Regions from separate parts of the Hordeum vulgare genome. Here region 2 is linked to region 1. Evidence: chromatin contacts called from public Hi-C data. All regions are on one chromosome and are shown on one strand. The core of a region is the stretch at or near the end of the contact, and the rest is flanking DNA. Distances in the headings are between cores, read along the strand shown. Region 1 holds the start of LOC123452582 (pathogenesis-related genes transcriptional activator PTI6-like). Region 2 holds the start of LOC123398705 (dehydrin Rab15-like).

Region 1 (6,339 bases), core at 3,509-6,008:
AGAACATCACTTATGTTCTGTGACGTTTCAAAACGTCTTCGGCGCCTTGCTTCTAAGCCATTAAGTATTTTGCACTGAACTATCGTGTAGTCATCAGAAACGTGTATGTTGGATGTTCACAGCATCCACAGACGACGCTCGAGGTGCAGCACACCGAGTGGTGCATTAAGTACATAAGCCTTCTGCGCAGCAACGAGGACAATCCTCTGCAAAGTTTGCTACTATCAACTTTCAACTAAATTTTCTCTAGGAACATATAAAAACAGTAGAGCTATAGCACAAGCTACATCGTAATTCGCAAAGACCATTAGACTATGTTCATGACAATTAGTTCAATTAATCATATTACTTAAGAACTCCCACTCAAAAAGTACATCTCTCTAGTCATTTGAGTGGTACATGATCCAAATCCACTATCTCAAGTCCGATCATCACGTGAGTTGAGAATAGTTTCAGTGGTAAGCATCTCTATGCTAATCATATCAACTATACGATTCATGCTCGACCTTTCGGTCTCATGTGTTCTGAGGCCATGTCTGCACATGCTAGGCTCGTCAAGCTTAACCCGAGTGTTCCGTGTGTGCAACTGTTTTGCACCCGTTGTATGTGAACGTTGAGTCTATCACACCCGATCATCACGTGGTGTCTCGAAACGACGAATTGTAGCAATGGTGCACAGTCGGGGAGAACACAATTTCGTCTTGAAATTTTAGTGAGAGATCACCTCATAATGCTACCGTCGTTCTAAGCAAAATAAGGTGCATAAAAGGATTAACATCACATGCAATTCATAAGTGACATGATACGGCCATCATCACGTGCTCCTTGATCTCCATCACCAAAGCACCAACACGATCTTCTTGTCACCGGCGCCACACCATGATCTCCATCAACGTGTCGCCATCGGGATTGTCGTGCTACTCATGCTATTACTAATAAAGCTACATCCTAGCAAAATAGTAAACGCATCTGCAAGCACAAACGTTAGTTTAAAGACAACCCTATGGCTCCTGCCGGTTGCCGTACCATCGACGTGCAAGTCGATATTATCTATTACAACATGATCATCTCATACATCCAATATATCACATCACATCGTTGGCCATATCACATCACAAGCATACCCTGCAAAAACAAGTTAGACGTCCTCTAATTGTTGTTGCATGTTTTACATGGTGACCATGGGTATCTAGTAGGATCGCATCTTACTTACGCAAACACCACAACGGAGATATATGAATTGCTATTTAACCTTATACAAGGACCTCCTCGGTCAAATCCGATTCAAATAAAGTTGGAGAAACCGACACTTGCCAGTCATCTTTGAGCAAAGGGGGTTACTCGTAGCGATGAAACCAGTCTCTCGTAAGCGTACGAGTAATGTCGGTCCAAGCAGCTTCAATCCAACAATACCGCAGAATCAAGAAAAGACTAAGGAGGGCAGCAAAACGCACATCACCGCCCACAAAAACTTTTGTGTTCTACTCGAGAAGACATCTACGCATGAACCTAGCTCATGATGCCACTGTTGGGGAACGTCGCATGGGAAACAAAAATTTTCCTACGCGCACGAAGACCTATCATGGTGATGTTCATCTACGAGAGGGGATTTCCGATCTACGTACCCTTGTAGATCGCACAGCAGAAGCATTAGTGAACGCGGTTGATGTAGTGGAACGTCCTCACGTCCCTCGATCCGCCCCGCGAACCGTCCCACGAACCGTCCCGTGATCTGTCCCACGATCTAGTGCCGAACGGACGGCACCTCCGCGTTCAGCACACGTACAGCTCGACGATGATCTCGGCCTTCTTGATCCAGCAAGAGAGACGGAGAGGTAGATGAGTTCTCCGGTAGCGTGACGGCGCTCCGGAGGTTGGTGGTGATCTGATCTCGGCAGGGCTCCGCCCGAGCTCCGCAGAAACGCGATCTAGAGGTAAAACCGTGGAGGTATGTGGTCGGGCTGCCTTTGAAAAGTTGTCTCAAATCTGCCCTAATTGCTCCATATATATAGGAGGAGGGAGGGGAGGCTTGCCTTGAGGCTCAAGGAGCCCCAAGGGCTACGCCACCAAGGGAGGAGGAGTCCTCCTCCAATCCTAGTCCAACTAGGATTGGAAGGTGGAGTCCTTCTCTCCTTTCCCACCTCCTTTTTTTTTCTTTTCTCTTTGATTTTCTTCCTATGGCGCATAGGGCCTTCTTGGGCTATCCCACCAGCCCACAAAGGGCTGGTGCGCCACCCCCAAGGCGTATGGGCTTCCCCGGGGTGGGTTGCCCCCCCCCCCCCCCCCGGTGAACACCCGGAACCCATTCGTCATTCCCGGTACATTCCCGGTAACTCCGAAAACCTTCCGGTAATCAAATGAGGTCATCCTATATATCAATCTTCGTTTTCGGACCATTCCGGAAACCCTCGTGACGTCCGTTATCTCATCCGGGACTCCGAACAACATTCAGTAACCAACCATATAACTCAAATACGCATAAAACAACGTCGAACCTTAAGTGTGCAGACCATGCGGGTTCGAGAACTATGTAGACATGACCCGAGTGACTCCTCGGTCAATATCCAATAGCGGGACCTGGATACCCATATTGGATCCTACATATTCTACGAAGATCTTATCGTTTGAACCTCAGTGCCAAGGATTCATATAATCCCGTATGTCATTCCCTTTGTCCTTCGGTATGTTACTTGCCCGAGATTCGATCGTCAGTATCCGCATACCTATTTCAATCTCGTTTACCGGCAAGTCTCTTTACTCGTTCCGTAATACAAGATCCTGCAACTTACACTAAGTCACATTGCTTGCAAGGCTTGTGTGTGATGTTGTATTACCGAGTGGGCCCCGAGATACCTCTCCGTCATACGGAGTGACAAATCCCAGTCTTGATCCATACTAACTCAACGAACACCTTCGGAGATACCTGTAGAGCATCTTTATAGTCACCCAGTTACGTTGCGACGTTTGATACACACAGAGCATTCCTCGGGTGTCAGTGAGTTATATGATCTCATGGTCATAGGAACAAATACTTGACACGCAGAAAACAGTAGCAACAAAATGACACGATCAACATGCTATGTCTATTAGTTTGGGTCTAGTCCATCACATGATTCTCCTAATGATGTGATCCCGTTATCAAGTAACAACACTTGCCTATGGCCAGGAAACCTTGATCATCTTTGATCAACGAGCTAGTCAACTAGAGGCTTACTAGGGACAGTGTTTTGTCTATGTATCCACACATGCACTGTGTTTCCAATCAATACAATTATAGCATGGATAATAAACGATTATCATGAACAAAGAAATATAATAATAACTAATTTATTATTGCCTCTAGGGCATATTTCCAACATTCCCTACGTAGCTTGTCATAGTGCAGAGGCACTCCCAAATACTTAATGGGGGAAGGAACCAATTTTGCAACTAAAGATTTGGGCAAACGTTTTAGTCATCTCTTCCTCAATGTTAATAGTCACTAGATCACTTTTATGAAAGTTGATTTTCATCCTAGACAAATTTTCAAAGCAAAAAAGAATCCATTTAAAATTTCTGGCCTTGTCACAAGAATTTGCTAAGAACAGCAAGTGTCATCAGCATACCCGAGGCTAGTAATCCCCCCTTTAGATATTAGATACACTTTCCACCTCTTTTTGGAATAAACTAATGAAGGAACGTGTTGTAGGTAACTTCGTTTCTAAATATAAGACCTTTTAGAGATTTCATTATGAACTACATACGAAGCAAAATGAATAAATCTACACTCTAAAATATGTCTATATACACCCGTATATAGTCTATAATAAAATCTCTAAAAAGTCTTATATTTTGAAACGGAGGGAGTACTATTAAATCAGCATATTATTGAAATAGAACACTACAAGTACGTAACCTCGTTAATCATTCTCATGCAAGTAGTAGGTGTATTAGTTAATCCAAAATGCATGACTAAAAACATCTTTGGCCGGACTTCGAAAATCCGATTTTCGACCATGAACACACGTCGGCGTGTTCGTGGACCGTGATCGATCATTCTTTATTTTTCTCCATACATCCAACTATCTCATATTAAATACCTTAAATCCATGCGAAAGCATGCAAAATAAAATAAAATCAGCATACTACATAGATAACCTAGCTAGCCTACATACTCTTCGTTGAAGATGACAACAACCTCTGTGCCTCCAGATAAATGGCCACCCGCCTCACCTCCAGCTCCTTGTCGGACAATCTCGACAAAGATTTCATCGAGCTTTGCGCCGTGCTTGTGGAGGAAGCGACGGTTTGCCTCCATCGCGGCCTCTGACTAGATGGACTCAAGAATGGCTCCATCGCTTGGGCCACCTCAAACTCCGTCAGCGCGTGGGTCATGACGAAGCCTCAAGCAGGAGGCCCCAGATCGACCTGGCCCCCGCCCCCCTCCTCTCATCAGGCTCCGCATCGGTTATGATCGTGCCCCTCCCCCTCGGTTAGTTCGATGACGTGCTCATACGTCCTCATATCAGACCCATATTTAAACTGAATTAAAAGGTGTCGGTCGATCCGAGCGTATGGGCCGGTCCGAGAAACGCGTCTAGATTGGCTTTTTCTGACCGGCCATTGACCGGCCAAGACATATCATGCCCATCGAGTCACACACCTAACAAAAGTGTAAGTTCCAATCCACTTTTCTTGTGAACAAGTCATCCAAAACTATGCCAAGCACACAATTTGCAAGAACGCTGCTTGTAACATGCTGTGCAACCTGGTGACACAGAGCAACGCACGAGCTTAACTCACTTCAACCTGTTATAAAAAAAACTCACTTCAACCTGGTCGCATGCTGTGCAATGGACATCCAATTCGAATTCGAATCAGGCAAGAGTCGAGGAGGAGGAGGGGCAAAGTCGTCAAATCCCCCAAAGGTACGCCCCAGTCCTCTGCACCACTGCATGCGTTCGTTTCCCTGTCAAAAGCAGAGCGGAGCGGAGCGGGTCACGCGGAGGGCAGCAGCGTAAAATCACGAGGGGTGATAAGATCGAGAGGGCGAGAGGGAGGAGCAGTAGTGGCATCCACCTGTGCCGTGAGTGAATCTATACCATCTCCGTCCGCTGGTACTACTAGTACCTTTCTCCAAGCTCTGTCTCAACCAAACCTCAGTCCTGCTTCTATCCCGCCGACCCGCCCCCGGTAGAACCCTGTCTAAACCCCCCAAATCATCCCAAGATTACTTTCCCCCTCGCCTCGATCCGTCCGGACCAGCCGAGAGGCGACCCCCCTTGCCCAAATCCGGCGCCTCGTGTCTAGCCGCGAGGCATCGGGTTGGGGATTCCTGGCGCCGCGCCGGCGCCTTTGCTTGTTTGACCCGTTTCTTGGAGTGTGAGCTCGCTCACTGGGAGCGGCAGATCTCAGCGCCGAGCCCCAGCAAAAGCTCCAATCCCCACACCCAAGCCTTTTCCCAGCCATTCTTCGCTGATTCCGGCGAGTATCTGCAAGGGGAAAGTTCGGAGAAGCTTTTTGGTCTCGTGTTTTCCCCAAATTGGACGAGGCTTTCTTGGTGGTGTTTCTTGGATGAGATTTGTGGTGGAATCTCAGTAGCGCTGGCGGAGATGGGGTTGTCTTCTTCCGACTCCCTCGCCGCCGGCCGGACCCGCCGCGTCGGGTTTCTCGCTCCCGGGCCCAAGCGCGTCCGCGTCTTCTTCGTGGACGCCGACGCCACCGAGTCCGACTCCTCGGGGGATGAAGGGGTGAAGCGCGACAAGCTGCGCGTGCGGGAGATCATCGATATCAGCGTGAAGGCCTCCTCTCTGACATCTCCGGCGCCGTCCTTCCCACGGAGACAGGCTCTGGCGCGGCGGCGCGTCGCGAAGGCCGGCGACCGTCGGCCGTTCCGTGGCGTGCGACGGCGGCCGTGGGGCAAGTACGCCGCGGAGATCCGCGACCCGAGCCTGCGGAAGCGGCTGTGGCTCGGCACCTTCGACACCGCCGAGGAGGCTGCCGCCGTGTACGACGACGCCGCCTTACGCCTCAAGGGATCCCGCGCCGTCACCAACTTCTCGTCCAGCTCCAGCTCCGACTCTGACTACGTCTCGTCCACCAAGCCCCGCTCCCCGCCGCAGGCGAAGCTCCGTCCCACCGGGGAATCGGAAGCAGCAGAGGCCCCGGCGACCATCCTCCCCTCCGCGCCGTCGGAGCCCGAGCCCGAGGACAACGACGCCGACTCGTTCTACCCGTTCGCGTCGCCCCTTAACCCCGTCCTCCGCCGCGCGCCGAGCGAGGCGCCGCGCCCGGTGGACCACCTGTACGGCGAGCTCTGCGACCTGACCTCGGCCGCGCCGCCGTCGAAGGCGGCGGAGT
Region 2 (6,121 bases), core at 1,875-4,374, 120 kb before region 1:
GATGCAAAAAAATGGAAACATAGTGGATGCAGCATGCGAAACACAAATCCAAAAAGTTTTTTTGTTGCTAGCATCATAGCATAATTTTTATACATCCTACATGCATAGCATACCAACCTTTTCATGTTATTTTGCCAACAAACATTTTCTACAACTATGATAACATGTAAAACAGGGGTTCAAACATCTTGGAGCATGGAAGTATGCTGCATCTTTTTTGTGTTTTCTTGCACACTTGAACCAATTCCTCCATGTAGCATATACGTTGTAGCATGGAGCAAGTAAGATGTACCATGTAACAACTAGTATGTTGCATGTAGCAAATGCACTATATGAATGTAACATTTCAGTTTCAAGAGAAATTCAAAATAATCAAGAAATCTTTTTGTTGAAGCGAATCAACTAAAACCAATGGTTGCAACATTTTTCGTTAGTGAAAGAATCCAGGGTTCATACCAGGTCAAATCCATCATGGCCACGAGGTGTTGCATCATGGAAGACGACTCCCGGGTTGACGTACCATCGCAACACGTGGACACTACCACAAACGTCTTGCTGCCTCACAGGAGTTCGTCCATGAACGACGACAACGACGGAGCTTGAGCCCAATTCCATGGCAGCAAGTAATTAATCTTGAATGTGACTCATGGTTGAAGCAAATCTCGGGCCCCGTGATAGATGGGGGAGCCCCACCTCGAGCTCTCCTGGTCGCTGGCAGCAAAAAATCGATGGGGTCGATCACCGACGCCGTTGATCGGGGACGGGCCGACGCGGGGGTATTTTCCTTGTCGTGCTTGGGGGGTGAGGTTGCAACATACTCCCTCCGTTCCTAAATATAAGACCTTTTAGAGATTCCACTAGTAGACTATATATGGAGCAAAATGTGTGAATCTACACTCTAAAATATGTCTATGTACATCCGTATGTGGTTTATAGTGTAATCTCTAAAAGGTCTTATATTTAGGAACGGAGGGAGTAGATAATAGATTTTTGCTACAACGGTTTGTTTGAGTGGGGCGCTCAGGTGTAACGGCGATGGATCACTGCATCGGACAGCCTGGACGCGCAGGTGTAACGACGATGGATCACTGCATCGGACAGCCTGGACGTGACCGACTCATTCGTTATGCCGGTCCGCCGGCGCAGATCGTTGCCTTATTGTTGATGAATTTAGAGGGATGGGCTCCTCTTTTTTGTGATAAGACGGACTTCCATATGCCAAACGAATGTCAGATTTTTAGGGGCTTCAACGCCCTCGTTGCAATCGGACTGAGATCAAGCACATGGCAATTTATAAGAAGTTACTATACGCGGCAGGGCATTTTTTTTCTCTACTTTCGCATCTGTACACGGCAAATCCTTTACAAATGCATGACAATTTCAGTTGTTTTGGCATACAATTCTTGGCTTCATCGGAAAAACTCTTCCTATCGAACATCAATCTATAAATGTTATTACCGTAATAGAAAAATTGTCTTTCATTTCATTTTCTACTCTTGTCGATCATATTTTTTGTAACAAGCATTTTTTATTCGTCACTTGCGTCTCATCATAGTAATCTGTTTGGATACTCTAACCTGGTTAGAGTTATAATTAGATTCTAACCCTTGAACTAACCTGAACTAACTCTAACTCTAAATGTGTTTGGATGGGAGGGTTAGATGGACAATAAATGCTCTTTCTCAATCATTTGATTATTTTGGACCTCTCTCTTTCCCTGGACCCCACCTATTTTAACCCAAAAAAGCACCTCTTGGATGGGTTAGAGTTTTTGAATGAGTTAGATGCATCTAACCAACTTTAACCCACCTGTTTGGATCTTTAAGGGTTAGATGATTCAAATCTAACTCACTCTAACTCTAACCAGGGCCAGTCCTGAAATTTCGAAGGTCCGGGGCAAAAGTTGAACCCGAGGGCCCTTAATGTATCCATCAAAATAATAATTAACATATATGATATAAAATGATATCAAACAGAAAGTGTGAACAAAAGCCATGTTATGCTAAAATAACTATATCCAAAATCACTGGTGAAAAAAACCTTAACCAAATGTTTCATTCACCATCAATAAACAAATAAACTACCCCTCTCACATAGGTTACTAAGGAAGTATTTGACTGCTAAATAAAATAAATAACTGTACCAAACATCTAAAATGAAAGCAAGGTGATTACCTTTTGGTTTGGGAGGATGAAAAACAAGAGACTACATAAAGGACTCTTGTTGTCAGAAAAATAAATACTCTAGTACTCCCTCCATCCCAAATTATTTGTTGGGAAAATGGATCGAAATTGATGTATCGAGAACTAAAAATACATCTAGATACATTCATTTCTAATTACAAGTAATTTAAAACAGAGTGAGTATTTAATTCGTTTCTGCATAGCATCTTTACCTAATTTGTAATGTGTATTTTTACTCTAAACAATAGCTCTGTGCTTGTCATCTGGCCCACCCAATTCATCCAGTGGAAACATCAGGTAAAATACCCTTTCACGTCATGTATCAAAGGAAAAGGCCTACGACCCATGTGAGTATGAAACTATCGTTCAGTTATTTACTTTTTTTATGCGCCCTCGCTCAGCTCTCATGGCGCTGTCGCTGAAGCCGCCGGCAAAAAAGGATCACCTCCTCCTCCGCCACTAGTAAGCAAGGCATACTGGGCTGGGGCCCCTCTCGTTGGGTGGCCCGGGGCGGCCGCCCCGCTCGCCCTGCCCCATGACCGGGCCTGACTCTAACCCTAGGATCCAAACACGACAGATGAAGTCACGAAACAAGGTGCACTGCCCTATAATTTGTTCATCTTACTCACCGTCACCGTGCTGTACTAAACTGTAGTACTACTGTAACATCAAAAATAGAACGCCGAGCTAATCTGTCAAGTCACCCTTCCAGAACAGCCGAACGCGTACGTGTCAGTGTCGCCACCGACACGTTCAGGACCGCGGCGCGTGCACGCGTCCCGGCTATCCGTGCGCCCACGCCGACCACTTGCGCCGCCGGACTCACCACGAAAGCACACGTACCCCCCCTGCAGTAGCCACCTGGCCTGCCACATCCCGTTACAACCCGGCCTGTCGCCACGGTATAAATATCCACCCGGCGTCACTCTTCGCTGCACAACACGACCCACGAGCTGTCTGTCTGTCTGTCTGTCATCCGAAGTCCAAAGCTAGCTGAAGGCACAACACTTCAACTCGCAGTCCGGTTCAGGGAGAAGAGTCCATCATCCAAGGTAGTAGTAGCAGGCAAGATGGAGTTCCAAGGGCAGCACGACAACCCCGCCAACCGCGTCGACGAGTACGGCAACCCGTTCCCGCTGGCCGGCGGCATGGGGGGAGCGCACGCCGCTCCCGGCACCGGCGGGCAGTTCCAGGCCCGCAGGGAGGAGCACAAGACCCGTGGGATACTGCATCGCTCCGGCAGCTCCAGCTCCAGCTCGGTATGATGCTCTGTCGACACACACATGTACGCATTCACGTGCTTCTGTATGTTTAGATGCTGATTTCCGTGCCTGTATGCGTGTGTGTGTGTGTGCAGTCCTCCGAGGACGACGGCATGGGCGGGAGGAGGAAGAAGGGCATGAAGGAGAAGATCAAGGAGAAGCTCCCCGGCGGCCACAAGGACAACCAGCAGCACATGGCGACGGGGACTGGAACCGGAGGAGCATACGGGCCGGGAACTGGAACTGGTGGAGCCTACGGGCAGCAAGGGCACGCAGGAATGGCCGGCACCGGCGAGAAGAAGGGGATCATGGACAAGATCAAGGAGAAGCTGCCGGGACAGCACTGAGCCGCCGGCTCCGGCTGGCTGCTTTCTTTGCATAGCTACGCGTCGAAGCCTTCCAGTTCCACGTGATCTTCATTCAATAATAAGATGAAGCTGAACGAAACGTTGCCTCTGATTTCATCTGTGTCGGGGACACTTTTCTGTATACAGCGTGCGTTGTGTTTATGTTTGTGTGTTCTTGTGTCTTCTTGCTGAAAAAAAATTCAGAATACAAGTGAACTTGTTTCGGTTCGTTCTTTCTTTCTTTCTTTTTTTTTGCGAATCAACTGAACTTGTTTCTCTGACAAAGGAAATCAGGCCCTTATGTCTGTCCAACGAAGGACCAATGTCATTTTTACCCTTGCACCCAGAACGTATGTTCTACTCCCTCCGTTACTAAATATAAGTCTATATGTTCTAGTATGTTGTACACAAAGTAGAAAGCATGCTGGTGCAAAACGAAAAGAGCAACAGTTACATCTTCTAAAAAAAAAGCATGCTGGTGCAAAACGAAAAGAGCAACAGTTACATCTTCTAAAAAAAATTGCGGAAACATCGACTATAGCTAGCATTTGGTTTACCCCAATTATCATGACTATGTTAATATCTATGACGCTTTTGGATTGTCTCATGTCAAAATAAATGGTCATATACTCGATAAGACATCTCCTTAGCTTAAAATGAAGAAAATAGAGCCAACATAAATTCATTGTCAAAAATAAATCCACAGTGTTCACCTTTTGAACAAACTAATTAGCTAGTACTCTTTTTAACAAATCCTAGGTCGCGACAAATGACGCACTGTATGCGTGTCACTTGTCGTAATCTGTGAGTTTTTTTTTTTCGTCGATTTATTTTTTGAAATATTTTATTTCTTAAATTGTGCATTCAAATCTTGAACCGTTTTTACAATTTGATTTTTTGCGTTGAGATCTTCAAAAATAGATGTCATGTTGATAGGTTTTAAAGAATTTTTTAAAAAAAAACCGGATAAAAAAACCATGCCACCCGAGATAGAAAAATAAAAGCATATTTTTTTAATTGTGGCTCTCACGTAAGACAAAATCGTGCCTTTCATGAAAGCAAAATCGTGTCTCTCGAAGAAACGCATTTTTCTCTTTCTAAAAGGCACGGGCATGCGTGTCACAAAAACAAAACTGTGCATCTCGCGGAAGCAAAATCATACCTCTTGCAAAAAAATAGAAAACACATTTTTTTCTTTCTAAGAAGCACAACCGTACCTTTCGTGATAGCAAAATCATGCCTCTCATAAAAGCAAAATCATGTCTATTACAAAAATAACAGAAAATACTTTTTTTCTTTTCGAGAGACACGACCGGGCCTCTCACGAAAGCAAAACCTGTCTCTCGCGAAAGCAAACCGTGCCTCTCGCCAAAAAAAACAGAAATACGTTTTTTTGTTTCCGAAAGGCACGGCGGAGGCAAAAACATGCCTCTCGCAAAAGCAAAATCATATTTCTCGTAAAAAAACATGTTTTCGCAAAAAATAATTAATTTTTTCGTCAAAAAACGAAGAACGGCCGGTGAAAAACAGAAACACCAGAAAAAACAATTTAGAAAGTAAAAAACACGTACGAAAAAATAATAAAACGAAAATCCAAGAAAACGCTTAGAATATGACACGTGGCGATGGCGGAGAACGCGTCAAATGACAGCGCGCGAGAATGCTCTTTGAAAAGCTGCGGAAAAAGCGTTCGCTAATTGATGACTTCCAATGAAAACGCGAAGGGTGATTAAGTCCGGAAACCCTTAGTCGACATATTCAGAACCGATTAAGAAACTTGGTGCCTGCATGCTTTTTTTCTAGGCTATTTTCAAGCTCATAAACACGTAGCGTACCCAAATACCGTATCACAAAAAATCGCTTTTCTGGGCTGTTTTGGAAGCTGGCTCATAAAGACGTTGCGCATCCAAATACTGTATCACAAAAAAACCAGCAAAAATATTATGAGTCACAGGAATTGAACCCACGCCACAGTAATCCAATAATAGTGATTAGATACAACGCGCACGTTTTAAGAACCATTCTGGCCGCACTATCTGAATTAAACCATTTTCACTGATTTTAAGAAAAAAGTTCAATAATTAACCGATCTGACCAGTTGGCTGTTCAAAACATATGTGTATGTTTTTTTTGCAAGATCAGGAACTAAAAAAATCATTCACAAAAAAAGAGTTTGCGGGCTAAAAAAGGCGGACGAAATTTAAAAGAAAAAACTAATAGAAATGGAAAAAGTTCATCATTGTCGAAAAAATTCATCGGTTTTGCAAAAAAAGTTCATCAATTTTGAAAAAAGGTTCATTGATTGGAAAAAGTTCATCATTTCTTAAGA

Evidence for each region. Hi-C and Micro-C count contacts between places; a contact is called where the count stands out from the background.
Region 2: a contact with region 1 is called in a Hi-C map of seedling, with 2.8 times the contacts expected there. The contact joins the promoter of LOC123398705 here to the promoter of LOC123452582 in region 1. A contact is called at or near these places in 1 of 6 Hi-C or Micro-C datasets (seedling) and 1 of 1 datasets of contacts at active chromatin or transcription factors (embryo).

Annotation. Positions count from the first base shown.
Region 1 is chr5H:541,820,534-541,826,872 of MorexV3_pseudomolecules_assembly, reverse strand. It overlaps LOC123452582 (pathogenesis-related genes transcriptional activator PTI6-like), which reads left to right and starts at 4,758. Exons shown (of 1, transcript XM_045129258.1): 1 at 4,758-6,339. The coding sequence starts at 5,592.
Region 2 is chr5H:541,934,210-541,940,330 of MorexV3_pseudomolecules_assembly, reverse strand. It overlaps LOC123398705 (dehydrin Rab15-like), which reads left to right and starts at 3,124. Exons shown (of 2, transcript XM_045093152.1): 1 at 3,124-3,442; 2 at 3,541-4,020. The coding sequence starts at 3,254. The coding sequence ends at 3,792.